Linked DNA regions of Arachis hypogaea: region 2 is linked to region 1. The links are chromatin contacts, called in public Hi-C maps. All regions are on one chromosome and are shown on one strand. The core of a region is the stretch at or near the end of the contact, and the rest is flanking DNA. Distances in the headings are between cores, read along the strand shown.

Region 1 (6,656 bases), core at 1,912-4,411:
AACCAAACCAATTAAATTGGTTTTAGAACCAACGGATAATCGAGTCCGACTTGAACCAAACCAATACCTCTCTCTGGTAATTGGTTCGAGTAACGGTTTTGGAAGTGCAGAACCCGAACCAACCCATAAACCCGACAATATAATAATTAAATAAAAAAATAATAATTTAAAAAATATATATGCCTTTTAATGATTTTGAGTTTCTCACCCACTAACCCTAACACTAGCATCGGTTTTTTCACTCCATGGAATAAATCCCAACAGAGTTTTCTCAAACCTCACCTTACCTGTAAGTGATACTGTTGTTGGAAGCACTTCTTCTCTAAGTGCAGCTACTCTCATATATTTAATGTGTTTAGATAATATATTTGGTGTTTAACACGTTTGAACTTTGAATTATTTCTATTAATTTTACATGTTTATTGTACTTAACAATTTTTAAAATAACAATTTTGTTTTTTTAACTTTTTTTTATGAATTTCTATTTCATCGGATACCTAATTATTTGAACCGAACTAATCCGTTTTTAATCGGTTTAGTTTGGTTCGAATACATACACAAAAAACATAAATCGAATCAAACCGAACCAATTATAATTCAATTGCTTTGGTTCTAATTTCACCCTAAACCCGAACCAATCCGACCCGTGTTCACTTCTATTAGTCTCTGTCTTATATTTTACACAAAATACAATATTAAAACTTATTTTAGTCTTTATTTCTCTGTCTAAATCTCTCGGTCTCAATCTCTCCGCCAACGCTACACTTGAGTTTCAATAAATAAATAAATAATACCAACTTTGTCTTGTTTTGACAGTTCAAATTAAAGAAATTGTTCATGTAGGTTACCTTTATATTGAATTTTTCTAGAAGAATAATGATAGGAGTTCAAATGATATGATTAACAACATATTGAATCGAACTTATTTAATTTTGTTTAATTTGTTGCTTTGTTAAAAATTTAAATTGAATTTTAATTTCAAATTGAAATTCTTATCTTACAGATGCTTTAAATATTTGTATTTGCCGAACTTATAATACACATCACTGTTGTTTTATATATTTAATGTTAAAGAAGTGAATTATATTTTAAACTAAAAAGAATATTATAGTAGTGGATTTTTATTTTTGGTATAGGAAGTGGACCACTTTAAACATGTTATTGTTATGTGCATAAAAACCAAAGCGGCATACAAATCAAAAGAGGAAGTACAAATATGGTTTGTTGGCGTGTGTTGACAGAGACATCTGTTTTGTCACCTATGCCAAGTACCTTACCTATATTATCCGAGTATAAGAGGGGGAAAAATATTATTTTCTATTTATTAGTTTAATTATTGCATTAGAAACATAGGGGAAAAAATTACTAAGTAATGAGATTTTCTCATAGTATAACATAATTTACTAATGTTCTAAAATTAATGAGATTTTAATATGTTTGTTGACCTATAAACTATAAAGCCTCTTCTAAATTTGAAGATGGTATGGAAACCAAAAAATTTGAAGATGGTATTTAAAAGAGAAATTGAAATTGGTATTGAAAAATATAAATTAAGAAATTGAAATTAAATTAAATTTTTGTAGTATATTTAGAATAAAATATATTAGACTGAATTATATTTTAATATTATATTTAATTTAAAATAAATATAAAAATTAAATAATTAAATAATTTTTTTTTAAAATATTATTAAAATTATAGTTTTTAATTTTAAAAATTTTAGTTCTATATATCTATTTCAACTATTTTTTGAAAGTATTAAAAAATTACAATTTTATATTTTAAGACTAAAACTTAGTTCTAATAATTATTGTTAACCATCAAACACAATAGATCAAGTAAATGTAGATATATATCAATAATGTCTATAAGATAATATAATTATAAAACATGAAATAGTAAACTCTTTTATTAATAACATAATTGATACAACCGTACAGCAAATTAAGGTACATATATAAACAAAATAAAAAGAAAACGAAACCACCAAATTCGCACAATAATGATTATTGATTCAACAAGGATTGAACAAAAAAAACGAGTAAATAATTATTATTCTTCCATAAGTTTATTGAGAGCGTGGTGATGGAGTAATATACACATGCATGGATTTAAGTAAGGTGAAAACTTAGATACAGTCAACTTTACGTGAAATATGTGAAATTGATAACTGAGAGTCGTTAGATAATTTGATTGATTGGACTAAATTTTCATCTAACGATTCTTAGCTATCAACTTCACGTGAAGTCAACTGCACCTGAGTTTTTACCTTTAAGTAATTGGTTGGAATTAAGGGCACTTGCGCCTGCCACCGTGAGTGGTCAAGCTAGCATAGCAAGGACACACTTCCTGGTTGCCGGCGGTGCCCGGCGGCACGCAGTTACAACGCTGGCAGCAAGTTCCACAGGCTCTGCGGCAGAGGTTTGGACGAGATGATAACCGACACCTTGCAGCACATGCTCCGCTACAGTCTGTAATTAATCCAAATCAATTACATCATATATATATATATATTTATGTGTAAAATATTATATGTTTAGTTTTAATTTGTTTGTATACCTATCTGCTGAAGAGAACCCTGCGTTTGTTGGTATGCCTGCAGTTTCAGAATAAACAAGTGCATGAATTAGTTAAACCATAAATTAAAGAAGTAGATAGAGGATGATGAATGTTGAAAGCAATTAAGACCTGGTGATCGGCATGAACAAGTTGAATGATGAGAAGAGAAGCAAGAAGGGAAGCAAGTAGAAGCTTAGAGAGAGCCATTTTTATTTGAAGAAGTATGTATGTGTTGAATGAGAAGCAGAGGATCGGAGTTGGTATTTATAGTTGATGAGGCAGGGGCTCTAGCTATGAAGTTGTTAGCATCATGATGAGTATATATTAATTAATTAATTATTGTATGGGAATATATGTATTTGTAGATGTAAACATACAACAAGTGGGGACATCAATTTTTGTGATGTGATATATACGCGCAAATAGAGACCTCAATTTTGATACAAAGTTTGGTGTCTTAGTTACCCCTCCACCAAATATAATTTCACATAATTCGAAGAAAACTTTTAAAGCAGATGAGCATTAGAAGCATCTGGAGGCAGAGGTTGCTTGGTTGGCTAAGGAGGATCCAAGTGCCTTTCATGCGCATAGATAAGCAAAGCACATAGACAAGCCTTTTTCTTTTTATTAATCTCTTAAACAAGCCTCCTTCCCAACCCCACGTGTCTTATCTCTATTTGCCTAACCCAAACTCACGTATGATTAAGTTAAAAAAGTGGTGGAAACTCAGCTTCAGATATCAACTTTACGTAAAATTGACTGCATCTGAATTTTCATCTAAAAAAATATAGGAGAATAATATTTTTTTTAAACATAAATAATAAACTAAAAAAATAAATTTTAATTTTAATATATTTTGCTCTATATAATATGTTTGTATTATGACTCACTTTATAATTAAGAATTAATTTATTTATTAAAGCACTTTTATTTAACAATAATTAATTGATTATTTTTTAACAATTATATATAGGATAGATTGAATATTAATATCACGCATTTTGTGATTAAGCTTACATGCTAGTAATCATTTTTTGTATATTTTATTTAAGAGGAAGTATGAGGAGCCAATGAAATATTTGTACAATATGTACAATAGAGGTTTAGGGGGTATTAGAGATATAATCATTAGTGTTACATTTTTCTATCAGTTGAAATTTTTGGGATAAGTGGTATCATGACATAGTATTAGAGTTAGTTATTATTCTAAATAGTATAAAAAATGTTCATTTTATAACTCAATAACCCATTGTACATATTGTACAAATAGTCCATTATCTCTCTAGCGAGACTTTTTATTTAACTATGGGGTGTGAGACGATAATTATAGTCCCTTTTTCAGTTGGAGAATAATCCTCCTTAATATATCCAGTAGAAAATAACGAGTCAATTGTGGATAACTTCGAGAATAGTAGTATTTGATTACTCAAACAACACAGAGTTGGGCGTGAAACAAAGAAACATTTATGGCAATCAAAGACTGAAGAGGTTGCTTTACGTGTATGACATTTGACCGTGTTATATGAGCAGCTATTATCTTGGCTTTTACTGGTGCGGGTCATGAGAGAGATTATCATGCATTATTATGCTCTATATATCCCATGTCTATCTAAGCCATCGCCACCTACTGCACTATAACACTATTACCATATCATTATATTACAGGGTCATATTATTATTATTAGGTCTAAGGGTGAAAAAATAACTATAGCCTTATATTCTTTTTTGTACATTTATAATAATGAAGTTAGAGTATGACTTAATTATTAAATACCGAGTTGACTATATATATGTATACATATGTGGAACCAAATAGAAATCAAATCAAATACGACAATATCTGAAGTGTTACATTTAGAGTATTATTTGATTTGAGAATCTGAGTTGCATTATTGATGAGGAGGGAAATTAAAGAGAGTGAATGCATGAATGTAAGGTTAGCAAAGTGGCTTGCCGCCAAGTTTGGCTTTGGAGAGATGGTGATATATGAAATTGGATGCAATATAAGGATGTGGAATAATAGGATGAACTATGTAACAAGTATTATTAGCCTACCTTTGACAGCTGTATGCAGTTGCCACCACCCCCCAGCTGTGATATGCTAATCACTAATAATACAAAAAACGTTCCGCCTTTGTTTTCTATCTTATATCAAACTAGCTCATAATTTTGTACTATATATTAATTGTGGTGTTTGTTATTAGTACCGGATAGTGGTAAAAGTATGAATTAGCTATAATAGTGCAATAATGTAGCATTGTTAACTGTTATTCTAAAAATAACTAATATTGAAATGGATTGAAATTATCGTATGTACACCTAGAGTTGGAAGTGAGTCAAGTCAATTTATGAGTCAATTTGAATTCGACTCGTTAATAGTTTGATAAGCTAAATTCGTGAGTTATTGATGAGCTAAGCTTGAACTTGAAATTGAGCTCATAAATTAAATGAGCCAAACTTAAGTTTAGATAAGCTCGGTTCATTAGCTCATGAGCTGGCTCGATTATATATATATATATATATTAATGATCTTAATTGTTTAAAATTTTATATTTATTTTTTATATATAATTTATTGATAGATAAATAATATATAAAATTGATCTTTTTAAAATATATAAGTTATAATTTATTGATATAAAATTATAGATTATATTCTTATTATTTGAGTCAGTTCATGAACTCGAACTAACTCGTGAGTTTTTGGTGAGTCGAGCTTGAACTTAAGAAATAGACTCGATTATTAATAAATCAAGCCGTGAGCCAAGCTTAATTTTAGTGAGTCAAACTTGAACTTGGTCCAATTCGACTCAACTCGACTCACTTCCAGTCCTATATGCACCTCGCAATATTCATCACAAATTATTTGCTATACATCTTTTATGGCTAGCAGTTTTATAATTATGAAGAATAAACAAATTAAATATCCCTGTTTGGGTATATAAAATTGTTCATTTATTTTTAACCAAAAGTTTATGGTTTATCCTCTTAAAAAATTCCAAATATAGCTTTAGGGTTTTTGTGCTAACTCAACAAGCAAGTGTCAATGCATGTTAGAGTAACAAACTCTTCTTTAGTTAGTGGAATGTTTGGTATATTATTAGATAGATTAATTATTTCTTGTTGAGAGAATTATATCTCATAAAAGAGTTTTATAACTTATATAGACATTTAACACATCATTAAAAGATATTTAATATATTCATTAATTTGTTTAAATAAGTGTTGAAATTTTGAATTTCAGTTTGTACATATAACAATCTATTATTTTTAAATTTGTAACGAATTAATTCTTGACTTCTCAAACAAATAAAAAACCAAAAAAATTATGTAAAACTATTTATACTTATAATGAATCAAAATTAAACTCATTATTTGGCTAGTCACAAAAAAAAAAAAAAAAAAAAAAAACTCAAATAAACAAATTAGAAGAGTGAACTAGATTACCATATATATGCATGTCATGTAATTATTTTTTATTTTTAAATCTGATGGTGTTAGTCATGATAAAGGAAAAGATAACATATATTTAAAATTTTATTCATTTAAATATTGAAAAGGATAATTAAGATGATGAATTAGTTCTAATAATGATTACTCTTTTGTTAATTTATCGAAAATGCACGAGGATTATATTGCGTTTCTCAATTAGAGTATATATTTCACATTAATGAGAAAGAGAATGATTGCTTGTATATATATATATATATATATATATGTATGTGTGTGTGTGTGGAAAGCCATTTGAATAAGGGAAAGGCGGCTATGGGAATTCGAAAAGCAATGAAAGCTTATTAGCTTGTGCATTGGAAAGGCAATTCCAGTTCACAATTCCTCATTCGAGGTGCGGGGCAATTTATAACAATAATAAGAGGACAAAATGTGCAAAATAATAATGCAAAAGCACATAATTAATTTAATATTCATAACCAATCATTAGTAGAACTGTTTAAGGTTAGGTAGAGTGGGATAAGCATCAAATTTATATATAATTAAAGAGAAAACCAGCTATATATACCAATAGGATTCCTCTGTATTAAAGTCATATCACCTTCTAGATTTTACCAACAACTAGTTGTAATGTGGTTAATTATCTAT
Region 2 (6,656 bases), core at 2,193-4,692, 34 kb before region 1:
TTTTGTCACTGTTGTCTTCTTCATTTTTGCTTAAAGGACAAAACAATTTGGTCAATAATTCACTCAATACACTGACAAGCACAAACATGCACATTTTAATCAAGTGAATTAAAATGAGCAACTCCATTGAATCGAACAACATTCATGTGCTGAATAAAATGTGATAAACATTCATTCATCAAGAAAAATGTTTCTGCAAGCACAAGAACTCAACTGAACACACTAACAATCAAGTGAATCAAAATGAGCAACTCCATTGAATCGAACAACATTCGTGTGCTGAATAAAACGTGACAAACATTCAATCATCAAGAAAAATATTTCTGCATGCACAAAAACTCAACTGAACACACTAACAATCAAGTGAATCAAAATGAGCAACTCTACTAAACCGAACAATATTCATGTGCTGAATAAAACGTGATAAACATTTAATCATCAAGAAAAATATTTCTGCATGCACAAAGACTCAACTGAACACACTAACAATCAAGTGAATCAAAATGACCAAGATCAATGAACTGATCAATATATCACAGGAAGAAAATAACAACACATTTTCTATTCGTATGCCCTAGTTACGCAATAAAAATAGATTTAGAATAAGCCGGTCTACTAAACGAAGCAACTCAATCCACTAAACCTTAAATCGAAATAGGAGAAACGCGAGTTTTGAGAGAAATTAAATGAACATAATAACGACATTTTTTCTCATACCTTGCGGAGTCTCTGTTCTTATTTTTGTTTGTTTTTTCTTCTTCCTTTCGAAAGCTTGATGCGATTCTGGAGTAGGAGCAATTTCCGCAGAGAACATAATGGAGGTTTGAGAGATTTTGAGAGAGGTTTGAACTTCTCCAGTGGCGGTTTTGAGGTTGAAAAAGAAACGTTGTTTCATAATAAAGGCGCAAATGAATGTTAAATGTTTTGGGGTTTGGGCGCGTGAATACACACTCATATAATGGAATTGAGTTTTTTTTTGTGTTGGATCAGCTTGGATAAATTTGGATGGAAAATTACACGGATGTGTAGTATGACCGATATTAAAATGTACAATAAATAAGATAATAATAAATACATTTTGATGTTTTAAGTTAATATGTTATTAATTGCTATGTTGTAGTCGATTATAAAAACTAATTAATTAGACAATAATATTAAGAAGATAAAAAATTAATAGAATTTATTTTATTTAATATTTATTAATAATGATAAAATAAATTCTATTAATTTTTTATTAATTTTTTTATTACTAAATATTTTGGTTAACTAGAGATGCATTTTGGTTGTTGCTCGGCCATGCAAAATAAATTATTTAAAAGATGTAAAAGATTAACTACTAAATTACAAAGTAAATTATTCGAGTTTGAAGGAGTTGACTATTCATGTGACGTAGACAATATCCATAAATTAAAAAAGTAGGTGTACATGCACCTAACATTGACCCTCATCCTTCCATCACACTATGACGCAACCATGCCCGGGAATTTTTTTCCATAATTTCTATAAACAATGTAAGGGGTAATTTTTTTGCAAGACATGAGAACATTATTAGTAGCATTGTGCATATATAATAGCTTAATTAACCCAATTAATAACAGTCATAGCATAAAATAAATAAGGTAAATAAATATATTAGTAGTAGAAATAGATAATAGATAAAATATGAAATGCAAAGTTATATTATATCAGCATAAAATTTTAAGGACACATTTAATTTGAACACATATATATATCATCTAATCAACTATTTATAATGCGTTTAACAATTTCCCTCAGACACATAAAAAACCTTCAAGTTTTAAGAAAAAATATATTCTAATAATTAACATAATTTATCTTAAAAGGTATTTTTAAAGAAGACCACTTCGATAAAGACACAAAAAATATCTTTTTTTTAAAGGTTTACGTATGTTATGATATTATTGGACATTTTTATTAAATCGGTTAATAATTTTATTTTTTAATAAACCAGAATAAAATTTATTTATTATAGCAACAATAATAAACCTAATTATTCGCATTATAATTATTAGACCCGATTTGATTAGATCGATTTACACAATTTAAACTGAATCATGTTTAAATTTTTTATAAAAAGACAAATATATCTCTGATTTTTATTTAAAAAAAAACAAAAAAAAATCTATGATCCAATAGGTTATGTAAATTAGTCGGTTCGACCAAATCTGATAACAATTGAGTTTATTGTTATTAAAAATCGGTTTTATTCTAATTTGTTAAGAAATTCAAAAATAATCGGTTCATTATACATCTAATAATAATGCGACACATTACAAAAAGACCTTTTACGCGTCTTATTGGGAGTATCTCAATTTTTAAAACATCGTATTAGCAAAACTCTTCTCTTTATTTGTTTCATCTATAACATTTCTACCCGATAAATAAACTTAGTTAGATTCGTTCTCATTATTGTTCAAATCAAATTCTTCCTCTTCTTCTGTTTGTTCTACATATACTATGTTAATTTAGTTTATAGCTAGGTAAACATGTTTTAGAGAGTTAGAGACATAATCATATATGGTGGTCAAAGTAAGGAGAATTTTCTGCAATAATTGGAAGGGGGGAAAAAACACGTTAGGCTGTAGGATAGCCTGATAGAGTGATAGGTATTTTGTTTGGATTGTCATTGACCAAACAACGAACACTTTTCGAAGAAAGGGGACACGATGAAGAAGCTTAGCATTGCATTATTATTATTATTATTGGAGAACACATGTATATATGAATATGATGATGATTATGTGCGTTAGCACTTAGCACATACATGGTCATATTCATTGCTTTTCTTACTGTCCCTTTGCCTTTGGAATTTAGGAAATTCCAACTTGCCACCGAATCTAACATCGCACTATGCCACTATGTTATGTAATTAGCTTAGATGCTTATATATAAGTAATTGCTAATTTAGGTTAGTTGGGCTGCTAGTTCTTCTGTTAACGTTGTATGAACAATTTGGTCTCATAATTTTGTAGTAGTCTGGTCAAATAATGCTTTGAAAAGGCTACATTTATACCTAAGAATTTAAAGATAATCACCCCTATATATATATATATATTATATGCTTATAAAATGTGCCTTGTTTTTATGCATGTTATTTGTATATTTCAATTTAATATCTATTTGAAACACTAATTTAAATCTAATAGATGGGAAATATTGAAATAAAAATGGAAGGTTTTTTTTTTTTTTTTTACCAAAGATAAGAGACTCGAACCCGCAATCTTTTAATTGAGTATGAAGAGACTATGCCATTTGAACTATAACTCATTGGCAATAAAAATGAAAGGTTGGAATATTGGAATGAAATAAATTTCATGGATCAAAGAAAATGGAATATTGGAATGGCGGAAGAAGTGGGTCTATATATTCCATATATGGCCCAATACTAATACGAATATTGAAAAAAGAGAACTGAATGTATGAAGAGACGGCCCAGAATATACATCCCAAAATTCAAGCCCAATTACCATTTTATGACCCTCCCAAAAAATACAGATAACAATTAGAAAATGGCAACCAAGCTAGGTGGATTAAGTAGTTTGTTTATTAACAAAGTTGGTGGTTGTTCAGATCCGCGATGGATTAGTCTTTAACCTGTCGGGTTAAGGGATATCGTTTAGGTAAACAAAAAAAAAAATTAACAAAGTTGGTGGTTGAAAATCCGCCTTGTGCAATTTTAGTATATACAATAATTTATTAGTCAAAAGCAAATTCTTTTAAATAAAGAAGTCCTCATCATTGATTTATTCAATAAATATATGATATTACTGATGAGTAGAATATTTAAAATTTAGAATCACATTAAAAATTATATTCTTAAAAGATATAATAAAATTTGTAATACTTCTCTTTCGTAATTAAAAATGTTCATTTATGAGGTGATCAACTAAAATCTTATATCCAATTATATTATTAGAAAATTAAAAATGTTATTTATATACTAAAATTAACTATCAATATATTTATATATAAATTTATGTGTAATTTAATTTATTTTTAATGTATATTTATATTCTAATATATATATTTTATATTGGTAGCTAATTTTAATGTACACATAGCATAATCGATAAAAAATTTATCAATTCAATTTAGTTCGGCCGAAATGAGAGCCTATATAAAGAGAATGGTCTTCCAACAAAATTCTTTTCTAGTTTGAGAGATCAAACTAATAAGATCACAAATTAAAAAACTGCGAGTAATAAGAAAAGAAAAATTATAATAATTTATAATCATCAACTTTGGTTTATGAATCATTATATACGCAGTTAATTTTGTAGTTTACTTTGTTTATGAAAAAGGACAAATGCATGTAAAATTGAAGGGATTCATCAGCAGGGTGTTCTCTTTAATCATTGAGAAACTCAGTTTATTTAAATTACATGTGTTTTCAGCTCAAGAAATGACTTCATATAAATATCTTAAAGTTGTTTAGTTTAAAGGAAACAAGCATAAGACACTATCATCATGCTTTTGGAATCAATAATGATTATCCCAAAGCTTCCTTCACTAATGATAATAAAATTCTCTAGGAATTGAAGACCGCTGATATATTATTCAAATATCTAATATATATTCTCATGAATATTACTAATTGCAACCCCCTACAATTTACCGATGCAATCACAAGTATCTTTAATAGGAGGTTTTTGGTGGCCAATATTATATAATGATTAAGAGTGGTTAAATTTTGACTGACCAATAAACACATAATATGTAGAGAGTTAGATAAAAGTTGTTAATTAAAGTGATAGGCCTTATTGTTAATGAGTAACAGAACAAAAAAAATAAATAAATTGACCAAAATGATGTGTATATTATATGGACCTTTGTTTTGAAGAAAAAAAATCTGTTAGTATTTTTTAAGTAGATAATTCTAAAATTTTAATGGTTGGGCTTTAGTGTGAAAATCTGTTATAATGCTAGATCAATAAGGCTGCGTTTGTTTACAGAGATAGGGATACTAAGTCACAAAATTATGTTTGGCAGGGGAGACATGAACAGAGATAATGTGTCCAGAGACACTGAATTAGTGTATTCTGTGTCTATCCTGACAGAAATGACATGGAGACACTAACAATGGACACAACTTATTTTTTATTTATTTTTTTATTATTCTTGTTAATTTTTTATAATTATATTTTTTATTGTTATATTTTTCATCTCAAATTTTTTGAATGAAAAAAATGAGAATAAATTGAATTTTCATAATTTGTTCTAGTTTATCACCAAACAGAATACAAGAACGCAAAATTTTGTGTCTTTGTCCATCAATGTCTTGTCCTGTTCTATTTTTAGTGGCTTGTCCTGTCCTATTCTTAGAAACAAACGCAGCCTAAAAGGTCATGAATTATTAATAATGAGAGAAATCTAAAAAAAACAAGAACTAAATCATGTAATATTTATGTGAGTTCTTACTATTAATGTATTTGTGACATGGATTATATGAGAGTATAAATTTATAAAGTGTTAAAATTTTGTAAGAAAATATTTTTATTTTGAATAAAAATAACTATTAATAATTATTTTTTGATATTATCATAGTTATTATTATTTTTGTTCTTGTTATTATTGATATTATTATTATTATTAAAAGAGAAATTTTGAAAATTAGTAATTTTTAGCAGTTTTGTTTATTTTTTGTAAATATAAATACTAAATTATTTTTAACAGATAAATTTTATTAATTTATGTATTCAAACTTTGAAAATTTTGAGTGTAAATGGTAATGATTCATGCATGTGCAAAACTTTAATAAACATAAGTGTAAACTGTATGTTTATTGTGTACAAAATTTCTATAAATATGGATACAAATTAGTACCGACTAAGTGCGGAAAAAAAAATGATAATACTTGTTAGTCATATAGCATTCTTCTTATTAAAAATCTTTATAATAGATTTATTAATAAGATTTACTTTTTTACTTTGTGAATCCACTAAAACTGGGCATCCGTAAATCTTAAATTCATAATGTCATACCTTCTATAATTTACTTAAATAAACTAATTGAAAATTAATCATAGTAGATTGTTTTTCCTCTCAATATTTATATACAACGTGGTCCTTGTATAAAATTATAAAGAAACAAATATAAAATTTGCAAAACCACCACGATTTGTAAAGTAAATTTATTAATTTTTATCAACGTTTATGCTTTCTTAAGATATTAATTTGTTAATTTTTATTTAACTAAAAATTCTTTGTTTTTTAATTTGATTATACATATTATTTGTTAATTCCATGATATAAGTTTTAAAACTAAAGAAGAAATGGATATTGACAAGTACGAAACGTAAAACTATAAAACAAAAAGAGTCACTCGTATTTTTTTAGGATATTTATATAAAATTACAGTAAAAGATATTTTAATCATAATAGAGTATAAAATATTTTTGTATTTAGATTATCAGGGACGGATCTAAAATTTTTAATATGAAGGGCTCGAATTATAGACAAATTTTTTAACTTTTTTTTTAGATTTTTTCATTATATAAAAGCACTTTAGGAATAATATATAGTTATTGAATTGGTTTTATTCAAATATAAAGAAAAAATCTTATAAATTATTTTTTGTAATATCATTTTTGATATGACAATTACATAAAAGAGACAACAATATCAATAATATATTAT

The links. Hi-C and Micro-C count contacts between places; a contact is called where the count stands out from the background.
Region 2: a Hi-C map of leaf shows a contact between it and region 1, with 3 times the contacts expected there. The contact joins the enhancer-like site here to the promoter of LOC112758069 in region 1. A contact is called at or near these places in 2 of 8 Hi-C or Micro-C datasets (both in leaf).

What each region holds. Positions count from the first base shown.
Region 1 is chr16:539,639-546,294 of arahy.Tifrunner.gnm2.J5K5, reverse strand. LOC112758069 (gibberellin-regulated protein 1) reads right to left here and starts at 3,161. Exons shown (of 3, transcript XM_025806644.2): 1 at 2,689-3,161; 2 at 2,560-2,596; 3 at 1,882-2,471. The coding sequence starts at 2,766. The coding sequence ends at 2,290.
Region 2 is chr16:573,662-580,317 of arahy.Tifrunner.gnm2.J5K5, reverse strand. No RefSeq gene overlaps it. Among protein-coding and RNA genes, the nearest start is that of LOC112758521, 10 kb to the left of the region's middle. Within about 2 kb of position 3,442, at least 2 of the 3 cell types and tissues checked have open chromatin away from gene starts, as enhancers often do.